Linked DNA regions of Mus musculus: region 1 is linked to region 2. A link is a contact called in public HiChIP or PLAC-seq data. All regions are on one chromosome and are shown on one strand. The core of a region is the stretch at or near the end of the contact, and the rest is flanking DNA. Distances in the headings are between cores, read along the strand shown. Region 1 holds the start of Wls (wntless WNT ligand secretion mediator). Region 2 has its middle 110 kb from the start of Wls.

Region 1 (6,986 bases), core at 296-2,795, 110 kb after region 2:
CTCTCTCTCTCTCTCTCACACACACACACACAGCAATTACAATTTGGAAAATCATTATACAGTGAATCACAACTACCCTGTAGTTCCTTCAGAATACTCTTGAAGTTTTGATATAATCTCTAGTGCTCAGGAAGGAAAAGAAAACACATTAAGATTGTAAGCAAATGTTGGACAAGTAACTGAAGGAAGAAGAGGACAGTAAATAGTTCCTCCACAGGAAGATGACAAGAAGCAAGAAATCAGGTATGCTGGTGGCTTTGGAAACCTGTACTGGGAGGCCAGGAGGTACCTTTATAAAGCTAATGTGTGATTTGAGTTGCATTGGCTAAATAGACAGTTTATGAAACATGGAAAAACCAGGCCCTGGAGTTTGGGTCAGCCTTATCAAGAAATCTCTTAAGATCACCACTTTTCCTTGGATGTAGTGTATCAATATAAGTAAATCTCTCAAAGAGCTAACATTCTCTTTCCTCCTCTGCCTTCCATGGGGTTTGAATCTAGGACCTCAGATCAAGTTAAACAAGAGGCCCAGATCACTTTTTAGTTTTTGTTTTGAGATAGGGTCTCTAAAATTATCCAGGTTGGTCGTAAATTACTAATCCTCCTGACTCAGCCTCCTAGTAGCTGTGACCACCCACCTGAAACTCTAACTGGTACTATTTAACATGTATACTACCTACCCAACTAAAGTCCTTTAGGCTTTTTAAATGCAAGCTGTGGGCTTGCTTAAACATTCACTCATTTATTCATTCCACCAAAGTTCATGCAGGGTCTCCTAGTGTGAGAATTTTGTTAGGCACTGAGGGGTGGGGGCAGATACAAAGAGAATTGAACTTGGTCCCAGTCTCCCAGAAATTTACAGCTTAGTAATGGAAACAAATGTGCATTCATAAGACCTTATAGAAGGTGAAAATGTGAGAGCATGATTGGAGGGGATCGACCCTTGGAACATAAAGGTGGTGTAAAAAACCAAAACAAGAATTTTAAAACAAGTCGAGTTTTCAATGAACTTTAAAGCGTTTAGGTAATAGTCAACACCAAGACTGGCAGTCCAGGGTAGAGTAAGGAACAGACGTTTGATTTGTCTGGATAATAAGGCTCTTGAAGGGCCGTGTAATGAGGAATTTAGCGGGTTATAATTCCAGGATAGGGCAAGGCAGAAGGTACCAGAACAGAGACCTTATTTCTTCTCTTTATACTTTGACTTAACTTCATTAGACTCCTTTTTAAAATTCACCTCTTTCCTAGCGTTCAAATGGCTGGTGGTGGGGTGGGTTCAACATGTAAGTTAAGGGTTTGCAAAGAGGCCCATGAGTAACTTAAATCCCATACTTTGGGAACCCGAAAAGGAAACATGGTAGAGACTGCGTATGCCAAGCCCATTTAACAACACCAGCCACCCGACCCCCCTCAAGATGTTAGCTGTTGCCGGGGCAAGCTGCAGGCCAGACCTGAGGGCGGGTAGCCAGAGCTGGCGGGAGCTGAGATCCCTGAACTGGCGGGCCAGGGTTGAGGAAGAGAGGGAGGGAGGGAGGGAGGAAGCGCGAGAGGGAGGGAGGAAGAAAGAGAGGGAGGCGTGTCATGTGATCCGCTTCCCTGCTTCTTTAAGCGTCCACTGGCTGCCGGGCGGCCGCAGTCTCAGCTCTGGGCATCTGGGGAGCCCAAGCGGCTTCGCCCAGGCATCCGCGCGGGCGCCTGCGGTCTGTCCCACCTCCTCTGCTAACGCACCCTTGAAGTTTTGCAGCACCAGGAAAAGAGGGCAAGGAAGAAGGAGAGGGGAAGCGAAAGCATACCCTAAAACATTTACTTAAAGGAGAAAAGAAAGGGGGTCGCAGAAATGGCTGGGGCAATTATAGAAAACATGAGTACCAAGAAGCTCTGCATTGTTGGAGGGATTCTTCTGGTTTTCCAAATCGTTGCCTTTCTGGTGGGAGGCTTGATCGGTAAGTGTGAGAGCTGCAAACTTTCCCCTTTCCCTTTCTTCGGCCCTTCCCTCTTTTGCCTCTTGGGCTACTTGTTACAGTATCGCTGCCTTGCCTCTATGATCTAATTAGTCCGGCTATTGTGCTTAAGAAAGCAGAGCTCCATGGGGCTCCATGGGGCACAATCCAGTCTAGTGGCAAAGAGAAAAGGAGGGGAAAAGTTTTGGCCTAGTTTCAGTATCCACTTGAAAGGCAGGAGGGGGTGGGGGTGGATCTTAAGCATGGCGACGGATCGCGAGGAAGTGCTGGGTCGCAAAGTTGATTGCTCCCCGTGCTCTTTCCCTCGCCCGCCCCCCTTTCCCTCTCGGTTCCCTTCCAATCAGCACCGGGAGGGCAACGTAATCGACTTTATTAGGAATAACAGGGGAGTCGGGAGCTAAGCCCTGTGCCAGCCGCGAGCTGTTACTGGCTGTGGCTTGTGTAAATGCATTAGGTTGTCTCGGCGAGGGACTAGAGCTGGTTTTAGGGTCTCAACCTTTAAGCCCTTGGCTTCCATGCCGCCACCCCACCCATCTCTGGCGGTGGACTTGTTTGAACTGAGGACTCATAGAGTGGTTTGGGAGAGTCCTGGCCCTCTCAGCACGAACTTGGAGAGGGCGTAGGAGAAAGCCTGTCTGAAAGGTGTTGCTTTTGCCTCTTGTCCCCTCTGCCATCTCCCCTCCCCCTCTGCTTTGAGCCCCAAGATCCAGTGAGTCTGAAGCCTGAGGTCCTCCCCTGGCGCCAGGAGGATGTTTCCTGCTCCCTCCTGGGCTGCCCTCAGGTGACAGCTCCCAGGCGCCAGGGAGACTTTCTCAGTGCGCACCAAAAAAAAAAAAAAAAAAAAAGGCTTCGAACGTAACTGACCTTCTGCCTTAGGATCCACTCGGAAAACTCAACTTACTCCTACTGTCTTTTCCACCTCATGTCCCTTTCTCCTCAAGGTTCCGGACATCCTTGGACAAACTTCAGTGCCAACTTCGGAGCGGGCGCTGCTGGGCAGCTTAGCTTCCTTGGGGCTGGCTGTTGCTCTTGGCTGGGTGGAAGAGCTCAAGCAGGGGTCTGTGCTTCTTGAGGGAGTCCCTGGGCAGCGCAGGAGCTCCCTTGAGGGGGTGAGAGTAGTGGGTACGGTGTTTTTCCTATAGACTAGGGTGTGTTGGGTTAGCATTCCAGAGTGTCTGGTAATGGCAATCTTTGTAACACCAGGCTAAGTGTTTTAAACAAAGGAGAGGAGAAGCTTCAAGAAGGGAGTTCTGAGGAGGTCGAGTACACATTTCTAAGCCTCTGTCCTCCATATGGGCAAAGCACACAGAAACACACACACACACACACACACACACACACACACACACACACACACACACACAGCTTTTGTTTCGTTACGCCATGTACAATCTCTTTTTCTCTGAATTGGATTTTCCAGGCTCTTAATACTTCTCTGCTGGGAGCTGTAGGCAGAAGCAGTCTCAGTGATTACACCGCGGTTACAATTACACCTCTTGTTTCCCTTGATGAGCAGTTGCAGTTGGATGCTATTGGATCTTGTGTGATTTCAGTGGCAGACCATCATAAAATTTCTTGCACCTTGTGCTTTCAGGATTAAATTGGCCTATTATCCTTGCCTGACCTTCTCCTTTGAGGTTTTTTGCACACAGTAAACCATTACAGTTTCCTGTAGCTGCACCCCACCCCACCCCACGAAGCTGATGTGGGCCCACATACCTCTTGGTTCCTGTAGTAGGTTCCCTATAGCACTTCTGGAACTAGCATGTTTTCTGGAACCTCACCATTACAGTGGAGATCCCAAAGACCCCCTGCAAGTGTTTGCTGGACATTAGAATTACCAGTTAGAGCAGTTGTTTGCTCAAATTAGGGTTGTTTGAAGTAGGAAGTAAGTAGTGCTAAGGTTGTTCCCAACCCACCCCATCTAAGGTAGAACTTGGTTAATGAAGCTGCAGGCCCTGCCTAAATAGATTTTCCTAACTTAATACACTACGTTAGTTCTAACTTTTCTTAGAAAAGAAACATAACATTTCTTGGAGGAAGTTTTTATATAACTTTACTTTGTATCACTGTTTTACCTTCCTTCTCTCCCAGCTGCAGTAATTGTTCTCAGTTCTGGTACTGAGACTTAACAGATTATATGTAGCCTACACTAAATAGTGTTTTAGTTTTTACTTCTTTCACTTGCAGAGTAGCATTTTTTTTTAATCTTAAATACATTAAGGTAACCTAGGCTCTCTTATGACCTAAATACAGGAAATGGATATTAACAAGAGGTACATGCTATTTTTTCCACTCAGCTTCTCTAAATTGAAAGTAGATGAAGCTGTTCAGAGTGGACTAGTACAAGCAGTTCTTGAAATTACAGGAGCTAGAGCAGAGCTCTACTATTCAATCCCACTGCTACTTATGGGGTCAGGCATACTGATGATAAAGTAGTCTTCCTAAGGTTCCTTCTGAACTGTAGCCACTCTGATACTTTTGGATCCATGCCCCTCCGAGAAACTCAGGGGAGAAAAATACTATGGGAAAGCTCCTCATTGGAAATACATGACATAAACAAAAACAAAAGTACTCATGCCCTAAACAGCCATAGCAAATCATGAATCTCAAAGTGGCCAGGCAAGTCACTTAACCAATAGACTTATCTCCTTACTGGTAGATAAATGAGTTTAAAAACTCTTTCACCTCTGATTGTATAACTCTTTTAGTATTCAGAATTTTATATGACATTTGGATTAATATTCAGTTGTAGCCTCATAAAATCAAGGGGAAATTTTTAAAAGAAGCCATAAAAGCAAATAGAAGGGATTTGGCTAGGTTTATTTCAAATCCCCTGTATCCTAAAGGCTTTCTTACCTAACTTGTTCATTTGCTTTCTGGCTGGCTTTGTGGGTTTTTTTGGTACTAGTGTCTGTATATATTGTTGGACTTTTGATAACTTCAGTAAGGAATATCATATTTGGTAGAACTTGGTAGATTTATAAATTTATTCATTTATGGTTTTGTTAAATATTTGAGACACTATAAATTAGATATCTTTTTTATGCATTCAGTAAACTTCCTAAGTGGCTAGCTTTTTAGATGTATTTAATATTTAAGAACTTCAAAAAGGAAAACAAAATGTTTTGAAAGGTACAGCTTAATCTTACTTTCCTGAAAACCAGACCTGAAAAATACTAAGATAATTTTTCTTTGTTTTCATGCTTGATGAACTTAGTTCACGGAAAACCAGCTGTTGGGTAGTAGAAGGAGTGAAAAGAGACCATGTGACGAAACAAGAGTACAGCCCACTAAAAATCACGAACTGGGTTATCTGGCACATCATGCGTATAGACTCACCTCAGATTAATCATTTCTGGTGCTATGATGTTTGAAGAATCATGTTGCTGTTTCACCTAATTCTAAAATTATGAATAGAGCAGAGATCACAACTGGGCAGAATAGATTATGGTTAAATTATTTTAAGCAAATCTACTAATAAGAATATTTCAAACTTAAATTTCAAGTAAAAGTAAACAAATCACCCGTTATAATTTCTTTGGGAAGTTGCATTGTTCTGTCAAAAGTTACATGAGTGTCCTCCTTTTTAAATGCTGAGGATATAATAATGTGTTTAAGACATATATATGTGCATATACAGTTATCACATTTTCTCAAATAGCCCTGTCAAGGATGCAGAACTCTCCATTATTCTGTTACTAAGTGGAAACTGTTGATGGTCTTGATTGTTATCCATTCATATAAGCATTTGTCTGCTGTAGTTATTCATTTGAAAGTTGCATAAATTTGAAAAGTTAAGTGAAATCGTGGATAAAAAGGGTGCATAGTTGTCAGTACATTAGATTTTAATTTTGCTGTATATAGTACATTTATTGCATATATTACATATATGTAATTACATATATTAAATATTAAATATATTACATACAGTCTTGTATCCCAGGCTGATTTCTCACTGGCTAAGGGCGATCTCCAACTCCTGAACTTCTTTCTTTATCCCAAATTCTGGAAATATAGATATAGCTCACTACACCAGGCTATATCTTATGAGAATCTTGAAAAGAACTGATTGTTTCTTGGCTGATACTTGTCATATTCTTCTGTATTTAGTTATTCTTTTTATTTTATAAAATTACATACCTAACCAAACTATACTTTTTCTTTATTAACTCTTAAAGTAATCATACAGCTGTAATTTATATAAATCCTGTGTGATCTCATAAACTTATTTAAGCAGTTTTTTATTATTAAAACATTATTTAACTTTTAGAAAGCTAAACCTTGATTATAATAATGAGACAATGCTTGTGTTAATAGTTTCTAATTGTTCTCTCATCTGATTTATTAGCCTTTTCTAGCTTTCTAGTGCAAATTTTCTTTCCATAGTAAAAAGTGAGAAATATTTCCTTGACATAATTGTGAACAGTTTTGTGAGGCTTACAAATCCTTTGCCTATAAACTCTGCCTTATCTAGATGACATTTTATAATAATTTGGTTTGCACCTTTATGGTTTAGTTTTATTTATTTACTTCCCATTTATTATTTTGTTTGCTTTTGAGACAATGTCTTGCTGGAGGGCATGGAACTCCCTATATAGACCACGCCATATAGACATATCTGCCTGCCTCTTGTTTCCCAAGTATTAGAATTAAGGGCAAGTGCTACCACTCCTGGCAACCCTTATTGTTAAATATGTACTGATCAGAAAAGATTCATATTTACCGCCCTCATAAAGTCCTTAGTTCAAAATTTGGTATACCACTGGCCTAATGTCCAAAGTACTTATCGAGGTCCATGATATGCCTAGGACAGGATTATGAGGGAATATAGAGTCTAAATAAATTATATCCAGTGTGTGGATCTCAAAAGATAACTTGTGGAAGTTGGTTCTATCTTTCCACCATGTCGGCCCAGGGATTGAACTCTCATTAGACCCTTACCTGCTGAACTTTTCACTGGGCCATCACTGGTATTTTTGTACTCATTTTATTATGTAAATAAATCAAGATGCCAGTAGTTCT
Region 2 (7,938 bases), core at 2,646-5,145:
CAAAGCTTCTGCAAAGCAAAAGACACCGTCAATAAGACAAAAAGGCCACCAACAGAATGGGAAAGGATCTTTTCCTATCCCAACTCGGATAGGGGACTAATATCCAATATATATAAAGAACTCAAGAAGGTGGACTCCAAAAAATCAAATAACCCCATTAAAAAATGGGCCTCAGAGCTGAACAAAGAATTCTCACCTGAGGAATACTGAATGGCAGAGAAACACCTGAAAAAATGTTCAACATCCTTAATCATCAGGGAAATGCAAATCAAAACAACTCTGAGATTCCACTTCACTCCAGTCAGAATGGCTAAGATCAAAAACTCAGGTGACAGCAGATGCTGGCGAGGATGTGGAGAAAGGGGAACACTCCTCCATTGTTGGTGGGATTGCAATCTTGTACAACCACTCTGGAAATCAGTCTGGTGATTTCTCAGAAAATTGGACATAGTACTACCGGAGGATCCCGCAACACCTCTCCTGGGCATATATCCAGAAAATGTCCCAACTGGTAAGAAGGACACATGCTCCACTATTTTCATAGCAGCCTTGTTTATAATAGCCAGAAGCTGGAAAGAACCCAGGTGCCCCTCAACAGAGGAATGGATACAGAAAATGTGGTACATTTACACAATGGAGTACTACTCAGCTATTAAAAAGAATGAATTTATGAAATTCCTAGCCAAATGGATGGACCTGGAGGGTATCATCCTGAGTGAGGTAACCCAATCACAAAGGAACGCGCACAATATGTACTCACTGATAAGTGGATATTGGCCCAGAAACTTAGGATACCCAAGATATAAGATACAACTTGCCAATCGCATGAAATTCAAGAAGAACAAAGACCAAAGTGTGGACACTTTACCCTTTCTTAGAAATGGGAACAAAACACCCATGGAAGGAGTTACACAGACAAAATTTGGAGCTGTGACGAAAGGATGGACCATCTAGTGATTGCCATATCCAGGGATCCACCCCATAATCAGCTTCCAAGCGCTGACACCATTGTATACACTAGCAAGATTTTGCTGAAAGGACCCAGATGTAGCTGTCTCTTGTGAGACTATGCGGGGAGCCTAGCAAACACAGAAGTGGATGCTCACAGTCAGCTATTGGGTGAGTCACACGGCCCTCAATGGAGGAGCTAGAGAAATTACCCAAGGAGCTAAAGGGAACTGCAACCCTATAGGTGGAACAACAATATGAACTAAGCAGTACCCCGGAGCTCTTGTCTCTAGCTGCATATGTATCAAAAGATGGCCTAGTCGGCCATCACTGCAAAGAGAGGCCCATTGGACTTGCAAACTTTATATGCCTCAGTACAGGGGAACGCCAGGGCCAAAAAGGGGGAGTGGGTGGGTAGGGGATTGGGGGGATGGGTATGGGGGACCTTTGGGATAGCATTGAAAATGTAAATGAGGAAAATACCTAACATATATATATATATATATATATATATATATATATATACATATATATATTGGAAGAAAGGAAGAAAAAAAAAGAAATCTTTTGGGCCAGGTCAACACAGTTCAAATTACTCCCAGCAACTAAGTCTTCCATAGTCTTACTAGGATGACCCATTAAGTCCCATTTAAAGCATTCCATTGCTTTCCAAGTACAAAGTCCCAAAATCCACATCCTTTCAAATAAAAACATGGTCAGGCCTATCACAGCAAATCCCCACTCCTGGCACCAACTCTGTCTTAGTTAGGGTTTTAGTGATGTGAACAGACACCATGACCAAGGCAAGTCTTATAAAAAACAACATTTAATTGGGGCTGGCTTACAGGTTCAGAGGTTCAGTCCATTATCATCAAGGTGGGAGCATGGCAGTATCCAGGCAGGCATGGCGCAGGAGGAGCTGAGAGTTCTATGTCTTCATCCAAAGGCTGCTAGTGGAAGACTGACTTCCAGGCAACTAGGGTGAGGATCTTATACCCATGCCCACAGTGACACACCCATTCCAACCAGGTCACACCTATTCCAACAAGGCCACACAGTCAGATGGTGCCACTCCCTGGTCCAAGGATATACAAACCGTCACACTGTTCTATATGCCTCTTATACCTTTGCAGGCACCTTCTTCTTTAAGTTAAGAAAACATTCTGATTTTGTTGAAAATATTTTCTGGGCCTTTAATATGGATTTCCTTCTCCTTTCTCTGTTCCTATTACTTGATCTTTCCATAGTATATCAGATTGATGTTTTGTGTCAGGAATTTTTTAAATTTAATGTTCTCTTGATCTGATATATATTCTTATTACCAGTTGGAACATCTTCTGGGTATATGCCCAGGACAGGTATTGCTGGATCTTCCAGTAGTACTATGTCCAATTTTCTGAGGAACCGCCAGACTGACTTCCAGAGTGTTTGAATCTTATATTCAAAGCTTGAGATTCTCTTGTCTATCTCTTGTATGTATGCTAATCATGAAACATAATTTTGTAGTTTCTCTTTGCATTTCTATATTCTTCATTTTCAGAATTCCCTCAGTTTGGCTTTTCCTTATTGATTGCATTTCCATTTTCAAGTCTTGGACAGTTTTATTTATTTCCTTTCACTGTTTGTTTGTAATGTCCTAAACTTCTTTCAAGGTGTATTCATTTCTTTAAGAACATTTACCACATTCATAAAAGCTGTTTTAAAGTCTTATTCTTGTTCTTCAGATATGTGGAGATATTCAGGGTCTGCTGTGGTCAGGTTGTTTGGCTCTAGTGGAGACATATTGCCTGGCTGATATTGGTTATATTTTTATGCCAGTGTATAAGGTGTCTGGTTCCCTAGTAAGAGTTGATTTAAAAACTAACATTTTTTTCAGTAATCATAATATATTCTTGGTGCACTTAGTTTTAGATCAGTTTATATCTCATATAATGAAAAGAAAATGACTTTGCCACTCTTGAGTTTTATTTTCTCATTTTTAAATACAATGCATATTCTGCAAGGCTGCCATGATGATCACATACAAACAAATTATGGAATGTGCCCAACAGGGAGCTAGATGAACTAGCACCCACATGGTGTTTTACAACCATCTATAACTCTAGTTCCAGGCACAAAGTAACAATGTGGGGCACAAACATGCATAAGGCAAAATACACACACACACACACACACACACACACACACACACAAAGAATAAATCTAAAAAAAATAACTCTGGTGGGGAGGTGCTGGAGAGATGGTTTGGTGGTGAAGAACATGTATTGTTCTTTTAGAGGACCTGAATTCAATTCCCAGCACCCATATTAATTCCAGCCCTCTGGAAGACCAGACACCTCTATCTTCAACATCACCCCACCTACACATAATTAAAAATAATTAAAATAAAATTTAAAATATCATATGGGATAAATAACAAAGGGGCAGTAGGAAAAGGTGGAGTGGATAGTAAGTGAAGTTTAGGTACAAAGGTACAAAGAGGTTGGGCTTTTCCTGAGAGCCAAGACCTGAAAAAATTCTGTTTTTAACAAACAATAAAGGTAGAGAAGTGATGAGTATGCCTTTTTTGACTTGTTTTTCACCACTGAAGCAGCTCTCAAGCTCCCCATACACTATTTTTTAAAGCCACCTTCTAAAAGCTGCATATGTAGCAGAAGATTGCCTAGTCGGCCATCATTGGGAAGAGAGGCTCCTTGGTCTTGCAAACTATATATGCCCCAGTACAAGGGAACACCAGGGCCAAGAAGTGGGAGTGGGTGAGTATTGGAGCAGGGCAGGGAGAGGGTATAAGGAACTTTCTGGATAGCATTTGAAATGTAAAAAAAGAAAATATCTAATAATAATAATAAAAAAAAAAAAAAGAGGAAGAAGAAGCAGAACAAAAGCCTGCCTTGGGTAGGTTAGGTACATACATCTTTTGACCACTAGCTGGCAGGATTGCTATACATAGTGCACTGGTTATTCCCCATTTTCTAGTCGGTCCTAGGAGCTACCCTGGACTAAAGCAAACAAAGTAGCCACTTACTGTTTAAAGGAACTGCACTGCTTTGTCTCAAGCCCAGAAGAAGGTCTGAAATTCCAGAAGACAGTTCCTATCACATACTTCAGTTAAAGGCTCTAGGTTACCACAACACCTGAACACCAAGTTACCCTGGTGTGAAGCTGGTGCTACCTCTCAAGAAGCATGCTTCCTAAGATATTTGTGAAAATTTAGAATTGGGGCTTATGTACACAGACAAGTCACTTTACCTCTAATCTTTAGTTTTTCTGTATTGTAAATTGAGTATATAGTAAGTCCTTAAACCTTTTAGGAACCTCCTAATGCAATAGTACAGAATGGTGGGGGGGGGGGGGGTTAGGAGAACAGAGGCGCCTTTATGAACACACAGGATTGCCTACTTTTTTGATACCAGTTGGATTCAAGACAAAATACCCACAAATATTGTACCTTGGATTTCGAAAAGATGTCAGAAGCAAGATCGTTCTTTTTTTCCTTAACCCTTTTCCTCTGAAGCAAGTCAGAAAGGCCTCAGTCCAGAGATGCCTTTCTACAACCAGAGGATACTCAAAAGGCATGGAGGCAACCTGAACAAACAAGGTTCATCAAGTTCCTCCAGTCTGTCCCTGCTAATTTTTTTCTCCACTAAGTCAGCATGAATACTTAATAGCTTCCCTACTATATGAGTCTTCATCTCAGAAGGCCCCTGGGTCACACAAATTATATTAAATAAATTCATTCGAATGATTTTCTCTTATTAACATGCCTTTTACTATAGACTTCCCAACACTGACCCTGATAAGGTTCAGAAAAGTTTTTTTTACCCCCATAAACCTAAGACTATTTCCTGAGTTTCCTTTCCTAAAATATGGTGGAGAAAAAGAAACAAAAACAAAAAAATCAAAAACAAAAAAACCACAGCAGTATCTGTGACAAAAATCTCACAACATTTTTCTGAGAATAAAATGAAATAAAACAATGAAGGTGGCATAGAATTCTTAACAAATCTTTATCCTTGATTTGGAAAATGAAAAACAGCCCTATTTGCCCCAATTATTAAAAATTGTGTACTAATATTCTTTATACCTTCTGCAAATGAATTTTCTATTTTACCACTGCTATTTTTCTGCAGTGGCAAAATTTTAATAACAAATTATTGACCACTTTAACTATCATGGGTTGACAGCTGTGGATAATGAGTATACTCACACAGCCATGCACTGAGAATAGCAACATATGAGAGAAGACCATGAATTGACCACATTTCCTCCAGCCCAGTTCAAAAGAGGTGGTGGCATGCAATAGACAACAATGATCTTTACTTATATATATAGGAAACTCTCATCTGTTTTGCTGTATGTTTCTTGACAACTTTTTAAGAGTAATCTAATGGTATAATAACATTGCTTTTTCAATCTTTAGACTTCCCTGTCTCTCATCTCTTTTTTGTCCTCTTTGCTTTTACTCTGTCTCTATTTTCCCCTCATCTTTCTCCCCTTCTTTCTCTCTCCAACACCATTCTGGGTCATGTGATATACAGATAGAAAACAATTTACTCTTCATAAAAGAAACCAGTCTTTGAGTGAACCTGATAAAGCATTCTGTGCATGCATGTGTGCATGCATGTGTATGTATGAATAGTCATGTGTGCTGCACAAAATATACAACAAACCCCAAGTAATAATGTTGAGTATAAATCCAGTGTCACAATGCTTTTGATTTCAACTTTGCATACAGAAAGCCTCAAATTCCTCCATTTAGGTCACCTATTTGGAAATGTAGTGCCTTTTACTTGTAACAGAGTATGACTAGAGGACCTAAACTAACTTACTTAAAGAACTTTCTTACAAGGGAGATAAATCACTAAGAAGCTCTGCTGGTTTGAATAAGAATGATCCCCATAGGCTCATCATATATTTGAATGCTTAGGCATCAGGGAGTGGCACTATTTGGAAAGATTAGAAGTTTTAGGAGGTAAAGCCTTGTTAGCTGGTGGAAGTGTGTCACTGGCAGGGTGTGGGGGTGAGGGACTTTGAATTTTCAAAACTCCATGCCAGGTCTAGTCTCTCACCCACTTCTTTCACATCAGTATGTATCTCTTAGCTACTTCTCCATTCCATGCCTGCCTGCTACCATACTACCTGCCATGATGAGCGTGGACTAAGTCTCTGAGGAAGTCCCCAGTTAAGTCCTTTCTTTTTACAAGAGTTTCTTGGTCAAGGTGTCTCTTCCTAGCAATAAAACAGTGACCAAGTCACCAGCTAGTACATGCATTTGGTCCATATGAATGATGACCCTGAAATGCAACTAACAAATTACCATAATTTTCCAATCACATTTGACTTTATTTAGCGTGACTTGTTTATGACATTCATGTGTGTGTGTGTGTGTATGTATGTATGTATGTATGTATGTGTATGCAGTTTCCCCTCCCTCCATTTCCTAATAGGCCCCACTACATCCCCTCTACCCTAGCCACTCCTTCCCCCTTTCTCTTCAGATAAAAAGAGGCCTCCCATGGGTATCATCCAGTCTAGGCATATCAAATTGCATTAGTACTAGGTGCATCTTCTCCTATAGAGGCTAGACAAGGCAGCCCAGTAGGAGGAAAGGGTCCCAATGGCAAGCAACAGAGTCAGAGATAGCTCCCATTCCTGATGTTAGGGGTCCAACATAAAGATCAAGCTTCACACTTGTTACATATTTGCAGAGGGCCTCTGTCATGAATTCTCTGTTTAAATCTGTTCCTGGATTTTAGTTGGGTTATTTGGTTTGTTGATGTCTAGTTTCTTGGGTTCTTTATATATCTTAGATATGAGCCCTCTTTCAGATGTGGAATTGGTGAAGATCTTTTTTCATTCTTTAGACTACCATTTTGTTCTTTTGATGGTGTCATTTGCCTTACAGAAACCATTCAGTTTCATCAGGTCCCATTTATTAATTGTTGGCCTTAGTGCCTGTGCGATTGTTCTGTTCTCTCCAGGAGGTTGTCTCCTGTGTCAATGTGTCCAAAGCTATTCACCACTTTCTATTCTATTAGGTTTAGTATATCTGGTATTATGTTGAGGTCTTTGATCCACTTGGACTAGAGTTTTGCACAGGGTATTAGATTCGAAACTATTTACATTCTTCTACATGCAGACATCCAGTTAGGCTGGCATCATTTGTTGAAGATGCTTTCTTTTTTTTTTTTTTTTTTTTTTTTTTTTTTTTTTTTTTTTCCTAATTTTGACTTCTTTGTCAAATATCAAGTGTTCATTGGTGTTTAGATTTACTTCTGGGTCTTCAATTTGATTCCATTGATCAACCTGTTTGGTTTTTATGCCAATACTATGCTGTTTTTTTATTACTATTGCTCTGTAATACTGCTTGAAATCAGGGATGGTGATACCTCCAGAAGTTCTTTAATTGTACAGGATTGTTTTAGCTATCCTGGGTATTTTTTTCCCTGTATAAGTTTGAGTATTGTTCTTTCAAGTCTATAAAGAATTGTGCTGGAATTTTGATGGGAATTGCATTGAATCTGTAAATTACTTTGGTAAGATGGTCATTTTTACTATGTTAATTTTGCCAATCCATGAGCATGAGAGATCGTTCCATCTTAAGATATCTTCTTCAGTTTTTTCTTCAAAGGCTTGAAGTTCTTGTCATGCAGATCTTTCACTTACTTGGTCAGAGTTACACCAAGATACTTTATATTATTTGTGGCTATTGTGAATGGTGTTGTTTCCCTAATCTTTTTCTCAGCCTCATTATATATATATATATATATATATATATATATATATATATATATATATATATATATATACAGACACACTTCTCCCTTCCCAATTTGTATCCTCTTGGTCTCCTTCAGTTGTTTTATTGTTCTAGCTAAAACTTCAAGTACTATATTGAACAGATAAAGAGTGGACAGTCGTCTCCTATTTATTATTTTAGTGGAATTTCTTTAAGTTCCTCTCCATTTAATTTAATATGCTGTATATTGC

What was found. HiChIP or PLAC-seq counts read pairs in DNA pulled down with a chosen protein or histone mark.
Region 1: a RAD21 HiChIP or PLAC-seq map of pro-B cells shows a contact between it and region 2, with 2.9 times the contacts expected there. The contact joins the promoter of Wls here to the enhancer-like site in region 2. A contact is called at or near these places in 5 of 39 promoter capture datasets (the 3T3-L1 cell line, the C10 cell line and embryonic stem cells), 2 of 15 datasets of contacts at CTCF or cohesin (the NIH/3T3 cell line and pro-B cells), 11 of 484 Hi-C or Micro-C datasets (the C2C12 cell line, the HL-1 cell line, cortical neurons and 5 more), 10 of 115 datasets of contacts at active chromatin or transcription factors (the NIH/3T3 cell line, the SCID.adh cell line, a colorectal cancer cell line and 5 more) and 3 of 9 other capture datasets (adipose tissue, embryonic stem cells and pancreatic islet).

What each region holds. Positions count from the first base shown.
Region 1 is chr3:159,838,105-159,845,090 of GRCm38.p6, forward strand. It overlaps Wls (wntless WNT ligand secretion mediator), which reads left to right and starts at 1,546. Exons shown (of 12, transcript NM_026582.5): 1 at 1,546-1,943. The coding sequence starts at 1,838.
Region 2 is chr3:159,720,851-159,728,788 of GRCm38.p6, forward strand. No RefSeq gene overlaps it. Among named protein-coding and RNA genes, the nearest start is that of Wls, 110 kb to the right of the region's middle. Within about 2 kb of position 3,896, at least 4 of the 459 cell types and tissues checked have an H3K27ac peak or open chromatin away from gene starts, as enhancers often do. A contact at or near this core is called in pro-B cells, where this site is marked.